2 separate regions of the Mus musculus genome follow, and region 1 is linked to region 2. Evidence: chromatin contacts called from public Hi-C data. All regions are on one chromosome and are shown on one strand. Each heading gives the region's core, a stretch centred on a gene start, on an enhancer-like site or on the middle of the called end of the contact. The rest is flanking DNA. Distances are from core to core; before and after follow the strand shown. Region 1 overlaps Ankrd44 (ankyrin repeat domain 44). Region 2 holds the start of Pgap1 (post-GPI attachment to proteins 1).

Region 1 (6,163 bases), core at 1,133-3,632, 270 kb after region 2:
CTTTCTCTCGACCTCTGCTTCTTAACCATTGGGTCATGAAAAAACTGGCAATCCTCACAAGTGTCTGAATGTGGAACGATCAAATTTCAGTTCAAAATCAAACACATAAGGAACCCCGGTGTTTCCATCCAGCTGGCCCATGCTGTTCCTCGGGACTTCACTGTGCCTTTGTGAACATAAGACATGCATGCAACACTGCGCACGCCATCGGGCCACACCCCAACAAGTCGTTCCTGCAATGCTCAGCTTCATTCAAGACTGCTGTATGTTGAAATCCGTGGTTTTACTGCACAAAGTTTTTGTTTGTTTAGAAATTTTGTGATTTAGTGGTGGAAAACAAAGAATTTTATTATTTCCCTACTATCATTCCTTAGCATGTATATATCAAATTAGTATTATCTTTGGGTCTCATTGTGTTGGAATATTTTATTTTAAAATTGTTCTTTAAGAGCATGGGAGATGGCTCAGGTGGTAAATATTACTTGCCTGATAAGCATGGGGACCCGAGTCCAGTCACCAGAACCCAGGAAAACGAGTGAGGTGTCCATACCTGCTCACAAACCCATGTACGCACACACAGAGGTACACACAAAACTGTTGCTTGAACTGATGGTTTGAATTTCGTAAGAAAAACTGTTCAATTTGGATAATAATGGCATTTCCAACAATTTTTTGAAAAGTCCTAAACATACACATGCCATTTTATTCCATGCATGTATTCACCACACTGACAATTATAAAAACTAAAAGACACGGAAGATACTCTACCCTGCAGCATCAAATATTCATCCAAGATTCGATCCTTTATGTAAAAATTTTAAAGTCCATCAAGAGGCTGGATAGATGCCTTAGAGGTTAAAGCATTCACTGCTCTTGCAGAGGGCCCATGGTCCATTCCTAGCAGCCACCTTGATTGACTGACACACAGTCAGCTGCAGATGTAGCTACGAAGAACCCAATGCCTCTGTGGGCACACACCTGCACACACATGTACCTACCCACACAGACACACACATATCTAATGCAAAATTGAAACGTTTTAGAAGTATATCGATCTCATTAATATACAAATTGGCCTTAATCTTTAATAAGCAATAAAAGTAAATGTATACCAAAAAGGAGTTGTTTTAAAAGAAATTTATTGCCAATAAATGTTTGGTTTTTATCAAACCTATTTTATATGCCTTTATACCCAAGGTTACATAAAAAAAATGTCTTGCACAGAGTGTGTGTCACGTGGAAAATGATTAAGGAGCCTTGCTCCAAATGACCTACATTGGCAGTGAGAGATTGGTTCAACACAGCCTACAGGCCTGTGAGAGTGGGATTCAAGATCTCCTTTACACACATGGCAGGGGGAGTCGGGGAGGAAGGGAGTCTTGGGAGCTGTGGGTGGAACAAAAAGAGCAATGAGCCTCCAAAATGTGAAAGATCCCACTGAGTACCTCGGGCCTGGTCTCTCTACTGATATACTCAGTCATCAGCAACTTCAAGTCCTCCTTCGCTGCCTTTTCTGCTGCATATCCCCTGCAGATACAGGGTGACTCCTCCCTTCACCTCCCTTAGCCTCCCGTGCTTATTATCACAGTTCAGACCCTGCAGACTGGCCTCCAGCAAACCCTGGAAAGTGACTTCTCATTTCTTGATTTCACTTTGTGAGCTCCACAGTGGAGCCCACTGTCTTGCCACTGCTGTGTCTCTCATGCTTAGCACAGAGTTGCGACACAGTAAATAACTGAAGTGTGAAAAAGATGGCCAAAACACAACTTAGTGGAATCACTTTAACTCCCTGGAAGCTTGTAAGATCAAAGTTGATTGTGCTGACTTTTCAGGGGCGCAGTAGCACAGTGATAGCCCCTCCCCCAGAGTTAGGTGTGGCTATATGACAGGTCACCAAAATGGAGGATGAGCAGAAGGGATATACACACTCCACACTGACCCAGGAAAACCTTCCCATGCTTCCCCTCTAGGTTTATTGTTCTTTCTTCAGCCAGACTGAAGATGACCCTCACAGTGACCTTAGAAAACCTCACATTCATACCTCAGACCCCACGTAAAAAGGGGACACTCTTCCCATGTGTTGCTGAGAGAACTAAGCTCCGGATTTCAAACATTCATTAGTCATCTATGTGTTACAGAGCTAAGCCTAGGTAGCCAATCAGCAACGGGTTGTTACTTTTCCAAAAAGAAAGAAAGGTCATTCAAAGGTCAGTACAATTTCCCGAGATGTAGATGATTAAAAGTTCTGTTTGTTTGTAACTATTAGGAAAAGATAGTAACCTTGCCTTAGGCTTGCCAGGGCTTGGCCCACAGCCACCAAATAGTCTAGGCAAATTCCTGTGATGTCAAAGCTCTTGACAGTGAACTTGCTTCATAGCCTCCACCCCACAGGTCCTGGACCAGTGCCCAGCTGCCTCTGCAAGGCCTCTGTCCCTGACTTCATCCTGGCTTACCTTGCAAAAACACATCTCAAAACATTGCCCTGTTGTTCTTACTGCCAGCTGAGGAGAAGCTGCCAAAAGGCTTTTGAGAAAGCCACACCAATCTGGACAGCCTCAGACAAAGGCTGCTCCAAAGGACCTGTCTTGGAAGGGAGCCGCCCGCCAGCAGACCTGAGAGAGATACCTCCTCAAAGGCAGGTTATCACCCCAGGGAAAAGATCTGCTTACACTGAAGATGGACGACTCGCCCTGTCTTTTCTACTGAACACTAAACTGTAAAGAGGACTCTTCTCCCTAAGGGACCTGAGGACTTTGATAATCAGATTGTGTTAAGTGAATTAGCAGCACACCCTGCACCTAATCGCTTGTTCAGCCTGACTCTAAGAAACTATCAAAAGGGTCACTTCTTGGCCAATGCTTGTGCCCTTTGGTGCAAGTGACTGATCTGTTTGGAAATGTCCCAGATACAGTCTATGTGTAGATCTTTTGATAGATGTGCCATAGGTCCTTTTAGGAATTCAGTGAAATACCTTGACCCTTTTCTCAGCAAAATATGCAAGATGCTGAAGCACACACAAGGTTTCAACAACTTCAAAGAGCACGGGAGTAAGAGCTGCAGAGAGTTCAATGGTTCATCCCAGGGTCATGGACTCCCTAGGGCAAGAACCAGCAGACTTTTCCTACAAAGGGCAGGGTTTGAGTGGCCCTGGCTCAGTCCAGACCCCGGGCTCAGCAAGGCAGTGTGAGAGCAGCAGAGACAATGTGTGCAAGATGGACAGCCACACTCCAACAAAACTGCCGCTGGACACTTGTTTCAACTTCCTAGCAACCATGCATGTCTAAAAATGCTATTCTCCTCATCTTTCTTCAATCACTGGGAAAAAAACAAAAAGTTTTCATATCTGGTGGTCCACAGGCCCAGGTTGCCAAATTTCACCAGAGCCAAGGTACATTACATCAAGAAAGAAAAATGGTATAGCTTCACTATCATTGCCTTCTTAATAGGGGCCGGCATCCTTCCTTTGTGGATATACAGAGCAAACCACGGGAGTAGTGGCAGTCGGTGTGACACTGTCACCAGGAGACATCACAGCTATGCAAGAGGTAGTGGCAGGTCATTCAAAACGCAATGCTCGCTGCCAGATGCGTCGCTGTATCTTAATGGGTCATAGACAGGATATAAAGTAGGGGTTTCCCCCTTCTGGTTTCAACTCATAGTTTCTGCTTTTCCTGTGATGAATGAGTGTGATTGACAGGGAAAGCATAAGACCCTAAATGAAACTCCATGGCCTCAAGACGGTCACTGCAACTGTATAAACACTCACTGAGATAGAGTTTGGGGCCTTGAAACACTGTGTGATGTTTTAATTTATGAGTTGATTAGAATAAGGTCAATTTTGATAAGCATACAGATTACTGCATCCTAAATTTGATTTTTTTTTCTCTGTTTTGCAGTGTTGGGGGGTCTAACACAGGCCTTTTGCGTGCTAGGTAAGCACTCTCCCCTGGAGTGACATCTTCAGTCCCTTGATCTTTAAATTTTTTTTACAACTATATTTCAACATAATTGATTTAGTCTAACCCTAGAGTTTCACTCCATGGGTTTTGTTTTTTTTTTTTTTGAAACAATAGTCTAAAAAGCAGCCCTGAGCTCTCACAATTTTCTACAGGGGTTCACAGCACAGAAAATGTCAAGAGGCCTTGCTTGCCCCACAGGAGGACCCATACAACAACCACAGTCTCTCACCAGTGCGTTTACGTCTTCAGTCTTATGGATGAGCATGCGAATCTCCTCTGGGTCGCCACTGAAGATTGCCTGGACCAGTGGTGGCTGCAAAACCAAGAAACTGAGTATTAGGACTATAACTAATATACATACCTGCGTTTGCATGCAGACAGCAACAAGGATATTTGTTCCCTCTAAGTTTATTAAGAATTATCAATGAGCAGGCAGAAATAAATAAGACTCCACCTACACGCACAAAGTATCTGAGACCTTAAAGACCTTGTCAAGAATATGACCAAACACAGGTCTCTATATTCAGACCCTATTAAGGACTAACCCTTGTCACTGCCAATTCAGATGTTGAAGTCACTGAAGACTATGCCTTTGCGGGCTGTTGGAAGGTTCTAGCAGAGGATCACAGATGCTCTGTACCTTGACAAAAGACTGGTCCTCTACTCAGGGAAGGGCATCTTCTTTCAAACAAATGTACAGCTATGGGAGGGATAGAGATTGCCCTCACATCCAAGACAAGCCCTTTGTGGAGGATATTATGACCTAAACACTTGTGGATCAATCTTCAAAACACCTTGCAGTTGTTCCCAAATACTTCCATAGCTTTAGCCAGTGGGCACTGGCTGTCTTACAATGATTATATAACTACTAGTTTAAAATAAGATATAACAAGGGCTAGAGAATGGGGGTTTGGAAGAGCAGAGAAGAATCCATTATATAGAAGAAGGAACTATAAAGTGTGACCCAACTGCAAGGACAGTGAGCTCTGTGGGATAAGAGGAAGGAAGGCACCTCAATGACCGAGTGTGGGTTTCTAGATGGAGACAGAAGGGCAGCCCATCCTAAAGAGAAGGTATGCACGGAGTGGATGTGCAGAGAACCTGCCAGAAACCATCACTGGGGTGAGTGATAACTGTGGGAACGTGCTGGGTTCAGGGGCTGACGCTTGACTTGCCCCACATGGTAAAAGATCTTCTTCACAGCCAACTCCACCATTTTCACTTCCCTGATGGAATCTGAGTCTAAGCATGGCCATCGCTGGCCACGCCCCTCATAAGATGGTGATTAATAGGGCCAAATGGCATAGTGAGAAATTTTTATGTGACCATTCAACTCTACTCAAATAATGTTTTCATTAAAAAAATGGTTAATGCTATCAATATGGAATATTTGGCCTCTTTTCCCCCTAAATTTCAAATCTTGGCAACTACATATATGTATTTGCTTACAACTTCTGTAAATGTCTTAGTCCTAACAGACAGCTGGATGATGGCAGTGCCCCAAGTTTGACTCAGCATAAGAATCATCCGAGCTGCTTATTCACATAAGATCCCTACGTCTCTTTCCTGAGAATCCTGATTACGTTTATCTAGAGAATGGGACTGTGAGTGTGGAATCGAATAAGTCAACACCTAACTCTTTGGAGCTAGAAGCAAACACTAACCTCAAGTGGCTCTACAAAGAGATCCTCCCCATGCCTGCTAACCAAGTCCCCAGCAGAACCACGCCAATCTTTTCACACTGTTCTGTCTGCTGAGCTTTTAGCAAAATGGTGTTGGGTGAGTTTCTGCCTAAATGAACCTTGGTGGAGAAAAAAAAAAAAAAACCAACAGCCATAAGGCAACATGTAGAGACAGAGTCAGAGTCTGGCAGACTGTAGTGTTAAATCAACAGAGGAACAGAGGTCGTATGACAGCTGACAGACTCAGAGTCTGAGGTGTGAGGCCAGCCCAGGCATCACCGAGCCAATGGTCAGTCACTGAACAAGAACACAGTGATCCGCACAGGGCCTCTCTCATGAGCACAAGGAATGCAGACACTCTGTAGGACGCATTAAGTCCTCAGTCTCCTCAGGCGAGGCAAACCTCCCAAGCAATGGCTGGAATGTCCCCAAGGAGAGGCTCCCTGACACAGCTGCCAGGGAAGGGTGCCAGAGTGGTTTCTAAGCACATGGAGGTGTATCTAGCTTCCCAAAGGCCCCGGG
Region 2 (6,593 bases), core at 2,610-5,109:
ATATATCTTTCTCTTGTAAATGAAAACTATGAAAGTTTGCTATCTATGGTTTAACAAAAAGAAAACAAAATTATCAAATAAATGCAGACATTTTAAAGTTCTTAGTAGGAGCTCTCAGCCCTTGACTGAGGCTACTCCCAAGAGTAGGCCTAAGGACTCCTGCTTGGTTAAAACAGGAAAAACCCACCTAGACATAATTTAACCTATCAGACAGGCCTTTCTTCTTGTCATAAATCCTCTGCTACAATCCAGTTCATGCTGCTACCAAACCATCTAGCTAAACACATCCTCATGTATTTCCATACTGTATACATAAATTAAATAGACTTTAGAGAGGGTAGCTTTTAAATTTTGATTCCAAAATCTACCTCACTCTTATAATTTACAAATGCCATGTTTTAAATTTTGTGTTTAATGTATTTAAATTTTTTTCAACTTCATAAGGACAGGAATTGAAAAGAAGGTCTCTTACCATGGTCCAGAGCTGGTCAGTTCCCCATCCAGATGACAACGGATGTTAACCACCTTATATGTGCTGCCAAGTATAATTTGGATGTACACAGGCTGATACATTTATAGATTATTTCCTCCTTATCAATAGTAATATGTTATAAAAGCTGATCAGACAGCATGCCCCAGCATCTTCCCTCCTTCATATGTGCTAGCCAAAGGACTTGCATGCCCGTGCTCAGCTCTCCTGATCCCTCACGTCAGCGGGGTTTTATTATTAATCATTCCATTCGTTTGCATCTCAAATGTTATATTTTTTATTTTTTGTATTTTGCCTGTGGAGCCAGAAGAGAGGGTGTCTGGTTGGAACTGGAGTTAAGAGTGGTTGTAAACCACCAGTTAGGTGCTGGAAACTGAACCCAGGCTCCATGCAAGAGCAGCAAGTGCTCTTTACCTCTGAGCCAGGACAGACTTGCATATTCTTTCTTCTCTGAAGAGCCTTGTACACAGTCTCTTGCTACATTATAATTGATTTTTATATCTTTGTCTCTCTTCTTGTTAAAATATATATACTAAAGGCCTAGGGGCCTTTTATCACTAACATCCTCTCATGCCAAATAGACCTAGTCATTCAGTAAGTGACTGTCTAAATAAACATCAGCATGCTTTATGATAAAGTATGGTTTATATTTGCAGCATCAACATCTCCTTTCAGAGAGCAAGCATTAGGTCACACACATGAACAGACCCAAATGAGCGCATGAGAGAAAACAACTTAGGTGTTTCTGCTCAAATTTTACAATTTATGTGCAGCTGAACAACCGTTTGGCCCTACTGGCATCATAGAGCAAGAAGCTATAAACGATATGGTAGACTGAAGAGCCATCAAATAAAGTTAACTCCACATAAGTGCATCCAAGAAACTACAGGCAAAGGATGAATAGAGATAATAAGCCATTTTAAATTCAAAATTTCATTTTTGCAAAGAGCTTCAAATTCCTGTCACTTTAAAAAAAAAAAGAGGATGTTTATCTTTTTTTGCTGACTAGCTAAGAAAGGCACAAATAAGCAACTTTTTTTTAAATTAGATATTTTCTTTATTTACATTTCAAATGTTATCCCCTGGCTTCCCCTGCGAAAACCCCCTATCCCCTTCCCCCATCCCTGCTCACCAACCCATTCACTCCCTGCTTTTTCCTGGCCCTGGCATTCCCAAATAAGCAACTTTTAAAAAGAGAAAAGAAAAAGGCCTCAAGAAGGATGAGATATCAAGAGGAGGTCATGCCACCTGCTGGACACCAACCTGCAAACAATTAGAAAGCTTCAGAAATGCTAATCTAGAAGGCAAGAGATAAGCTATCTTTAGTACAGCTTTACTCATAAGAAAGCCACTTGGCTCTTAAAAATCTCAATATTTATTCAAAAGGGCTCATTTCTATAGGTAGGCCTTAATTCTGTTTGTAAAATAACATAATTCATTCAAAGTCTGCTAAAAATGTGTACTAAAACTTCCACCACTATGATTATTACTGTGCACACAAATTATTAAGTGTCAAACTCCAAAACAGCAATTTGTACCAAAATAACTACATACCGACAAAAAAAGCCCACTAGCTCTTTTGTCTCAATGACACTAATTTTCTCTTTCTAGTCAATTTCATGAGGCACAAGGCCCATCTGTGAGATCCATATGCTTTGTTCTGAACATGGAGGCAATTTCTACTACTGCAAATATTAAAACAGACCAAATAATTGTGGGAAATCTAAAAATAAATGGAAACTATTGTTCCAAAATGATTTTATTGTAACCACTGAATACAGTACTACACTAAAGCGACCTGCTTCAATATTACCGAGTTTTCAAATTATTAAATCATAGGCAATGAAAGAGAACTAAAATAAACTCTATTTTCAGTTTTTAAAAAAACCCTAAAGTTCTTATTTTTAACTATTAAGATTCTAATGAACATAAGCCAACATCATATCAGTTCATTAGCTTTGGAATTAACACTAACTTGTTAAAAATCTCCAAAAGCATCTGAAATGCAGTGTTCACTTTCCCTCATAACCACTGATGCAAAATCAAGGTAGGAACTCATCTACTAGAAAATATCCATGGGAAAGGATGCTTGCTCCTCAGCAACTTAAACTTCAGTTTTTAAATGTAAATAAGAGAGCATCAAACAGGCTCCCTCTATAAGGACCTGTACACAGACTCAATCCTGATTTTCATTCTTTATCGACAGAAAAAAAAATCTGCTATGATCCTAAAAGTATACTAAGAATGCACCTTATCAAAATGTATTATGCATATTTTATAGGAGTTATTATAATAGATATTCCAAAATTTAGATTCATTTAGAAATCTCAAGAAAAATATCACCAAAGGGAATTTCTCCTGACAGCTGTGTAATTTGTTATCATCTCTTTCTACTGCTGGTCATGAATGAAATTTTAGATTCTACTACGCGGAACAAATGAAGCAATTAATGAAAGCATTCAAATTAGAACAGAGGAGGTGGGGGGGGGCGATGAAAGAGGAGGCAGATCCTGTTAAACCCAGTGAGAAGACAAAATAACACCAGAATGTACATGCAACCGATTATAACAGATATCGTAATCGATTATGCAGGTCACTGACTGTTCAGAGGCATGCGAAAACACAGGTACGCACACTCACACACCCACGGACTCAAAACCTACAGAACAGGTGGATCGGCAAAATTCTCCACCGGAGGAAAACTAGATAGTTTTCAGTTTAATTATTAATCAGGCCAGTCTGTCACTTCACCCAGAGGTAAAACCTCAGAGCCTCTTTTTTAAATCAGCTTTGGCAACTCTGCAAGACGCTGCTTCTTTCCAGAAAAGCGAAATCTGACGCACGCCCATCACTGGGCGCGAAGAGAAATCATCTCCTTGCAAGCAAAGGAGGGTCCGGGAAGTATAAGGATTGGGGAGAGGGACCAGAGCTGGCTCTCTGGCGGTCAGAAGTCGGGGTCCGGAGTCTGGGTGGGGGACGAGGGGTCGCGGAGGCGAGGATGCCCTGCCCAGCACGAAGCAGGAGACTTCGAGTGCCAGGAGAGCTCCGAGTCGGAGCGTTCCATCTGAGCCCGAGAGAAGCCCGGGAGGTGTGGGCGCGCAGGTAAGGGAGGGCCGTACCTGGTACTCGGGGTACTCGAACATGTAGCTCATGCTGCACTTGTTTTCCTCGAAGCCGAAGAAGACATCCCACAGCCCCAGGGTCGCCAGAAACACCATGAAGACATAGAACGCCAGATTCCAGAGGTTGACTGAGTGGAGAAACATGGTGCAGACGAGCGCCTCTACACCAGGAGAAGCTCGGCAGCCTAGACAGAGCGAGGGAAAGACTCCGGTGCCAAGCCGTGCCCAGCTGAGCAGCGCGCGCCTGCGCGGAGCCCGCCAGCACCCCCTCCCCTTCGCCTGCCGCTCAGCGCGCCTGCGCAACTGCGAGCAGCCGGCCCGCGGTGCCGCCCACGGAGGAGGGGGCTGTGGGCGTTTGCAGCGTGAGCGAGATTGTGTGCCTAAAAAATGGAATGAGAAAGCGGAGTGGGCTGGGCTGGAGGGCATGGAGAGAAAAGGGAGGGGGCGAGAGGGGCGGGGGGACGGGGAGTGGAGGAAGAAAGGGAGAGGGGGATGGGAGCGCGGGATCCCAGAGGCAGGAGAGGGAATGGCCGGGTGGGTACCGCAGGAATTGGCCAGGGGCAAGGATAACGCCCTAGAGTCCAGAGACTGTTAGAGATTCAGAGCTAACTGGCCAAGAGAGGCGGCACATCAAAGGCGTGTCAGGTGGCTGTCACGCACACCTTCCCCTGCAACAGTTTCAAACCCCATCCTGTTCAATTTTGAACCATCTCGGGCCTCCGCAATTTCGCTTCAAGGACCAACTAGCTTGATTCCAGAAGAGACAAATGGCTTTCCCCCTTCCTCTTAGACCACCGACTTGGGCCCTGTAGGTAGTAACAACACCTGCTCATTGAAACAAAACACACGACAGTCAAAGGAAATCCTGTTCTTGGTGGAAGCCTTAATCAGACGAAGTCTAAAAAAAAAAAAAACAATATAAAAATACCTACCAACATGATGTTCCCAGTTGGTACCTGCAGGACCAGGTCGGCACTGACTTGAGGTGCTCTCCAAGTCCCCCATGTCTCTGGGGACTGGTTCCACAATGACGTTAGAAGAGAATTTTGCTCAAGCTTCCACTCTTTCTCATAACTTAGTTCATTTTGAAGAATTTCCATTTGTCTTTACACAAAGGAAGGGGTTTTAAAAAAGCAAATTAAACCCATTGATAATACTTGTAACAGCTTCGAAACGCTGAAATGTTATGAGGTGTCAGCCCTTAAAGCTAACCAGACAGCAGATGAGTTTTGTGTGTGTGTGTGTGTGTGTGTGTGTGTGTGCGTGTGTGTGTGCACGTGCGTGCGTGCTGCTAACTTCAGAATTTTACTTAGAATGATCTTTGGCACTGACTCAATTTTATTTTATTAGATTAATTTTCTAGCAAATATTTTGAGGAAAGCTGGATAGGATGCATGAAATCAAAGAATTTCAAGACCGAAAAGGAAGCTAATTGTTTATCTTATACAAAACCCTGCTATTCACATCAAGAAGCTACAATCCAAAGGTAAAAGGGTAACAATTTTTTTAACCCTAGACAGAAACACTTGGATATCTAAGCAAATACACCTAGCTACAAGATACGGACTATTTGTAAAGAGAGGACTGGGAAAATGGACTGGTGAGCTGCTTTGAGGTATGGAGGTAGATTTGGAAGGGCCAGGAAAGTCTGGGTAATACTGAGTAGCAGGGCAATAGTTAGCTAATAAGCATTTAAGGCATACCATGTATGTTTTGGATGTTGTGGTGTGCCCCTTGGTATAGGAGTTATTTGTCCTATGCTGTGATGATACCCTGGGACAAACAACTTAAGGAAAGGTTTGTTTTGGCTCACAATTCCAACATATCGTCCATTGTGGCAGGGTATTTATGGCAGCAGAGCCTGAGGCAGCAGGTCAGTTTTCAGCTGTAGACAGGAAGCAAAGAGAGGTGCATGTTAGGGCTCAGCTCCCTCTTTCCATTTTTATCTGGTTTGGAAGTTAGGGTGAGTTTTTTTTCTATTTTAGTTAACTTAATCTAGAAAATCACTCCCAGACATGTCTCCAGATTTGTCTCCAAGGTCTTTGTAAATCCCATTCAGTTGACAAAATTAACCTTCTTCACAACTCTACCCCTTGTCAACCTGACAGTCAGTGTTACTATTAAACAATTACCTTCTAGGATCCTAGCCATCTCATGATACAGATACATTTAGTACAACTTCAAAAGTCCCCATAATCTTTGACAATCCCAATGCTAGTGAAAAGTATGTTAGAACTAGATACTAGAAGACACTGGATTCCCCCTGGAAGTGGAGTTCTACTGGAGTTATAGACCATTTTGAACTGTCGCAGACGTGCTAGGAACCAAACACAGAGCCTCTGTAAGAGAAGCAAAGTGTTCTTAAGCAAGTCAGCTCTCCAGCCTCATAGCCTCTCTCTTGAGTCAACTCCACACCATGCATGCATCCTCGGCAGACATCTCATAATTCTGACATCTCCAACATCCTTGGGTCTCCACTGCAAGCTGGGTTTTGCTTTCATAGCTTCATACAGTAGCCTCTCGGGGACTCCAGTCCTGCCATATTGCCTAGGCTCAGTTGTTCTCTGAAACTGTGGTATAAGACTACATGATTTCCTTAATCTTGCATCTTACATGCTTACCCAACTAGTATCATATAGACGGCACTTCTAAGTTCTACTGCCAGCTCAGGATGGAGACTTGTCTCCTGGGACCTGCTACTGCCGCCTACACTTGCTAACCATAGGGAAATAAGTTCCTTAGGCAGGCACTTTCCAGAGCATTCTCAGAAACAAGGCACTCTTCCAGCAGCATTCTCAGCTTTCAAATGAAATTGTATTTTCAAAAGCTGAAACCTTTGATGGGTACGGTCTTACCCTCATGGCATTTGTCCCAGTGAAGAGCAGACTATTTCTCTTGAACAACTAAACTTGCTTTTAATGTGTGCATTGACTGCAATTTAAAATTATCCAGTCTCTTTTTCTTGACAAACTATACACTTA

What was found. Hi-C and Micro-C count contacts between places; a contact is called where the count stands out from the background.
Region 1: a Hi-C map of Sertoli cells shows a contact between it and region 2, with 3 times the contacts expected there. The contact joins the enhancer-like site here to the promoter of Pgap1 in region 2. A contact is called at or near these places in 2 of 39 promoter capture datasets (liver and pre-B cells), 2 of 484 Hi-C or Micro-C datasets (Sertoli cells and bone marrow-derived macrophages) and 3 of 115 datasets of contacts at active chromatin or transcription factors (embryonic hindbrain, forebrain and microglia).

Annotation. Positions count from the first base shown.
Region 1 is chr1:54,824,424-54,830,586 of GRCm38.p6, forward strand. Ankrd44 (ankyrin repeat domain 44) reads right to left here. Exons shown (of 28, transcript NM_001081433.3): 2 at 4,189-4,272. Among named protein-coding and RNA genes, the nearest start is that of Ankrd44, 99 kb to the right of the region's middle. Within about 2 kb of position 2,383, at least 68 of the 459 cell types and tissues checked have an H3K27ac peak or open chromatin away from gene starts, as enhancers often do. A contact at or near this core is called in Sertoli cells, where this site is marked.
Region 2 is chr1:54,553,825-54,560,417 of GRCm38.p6, forward strand. Pgap1 (post-GPI attachment to proteins 1) reads right to left here and starts at 3,860. Exons shown (of 27, transcript NM_001163314.2): 1 at 3,610-3,860. The coding sequence starts at 3,756.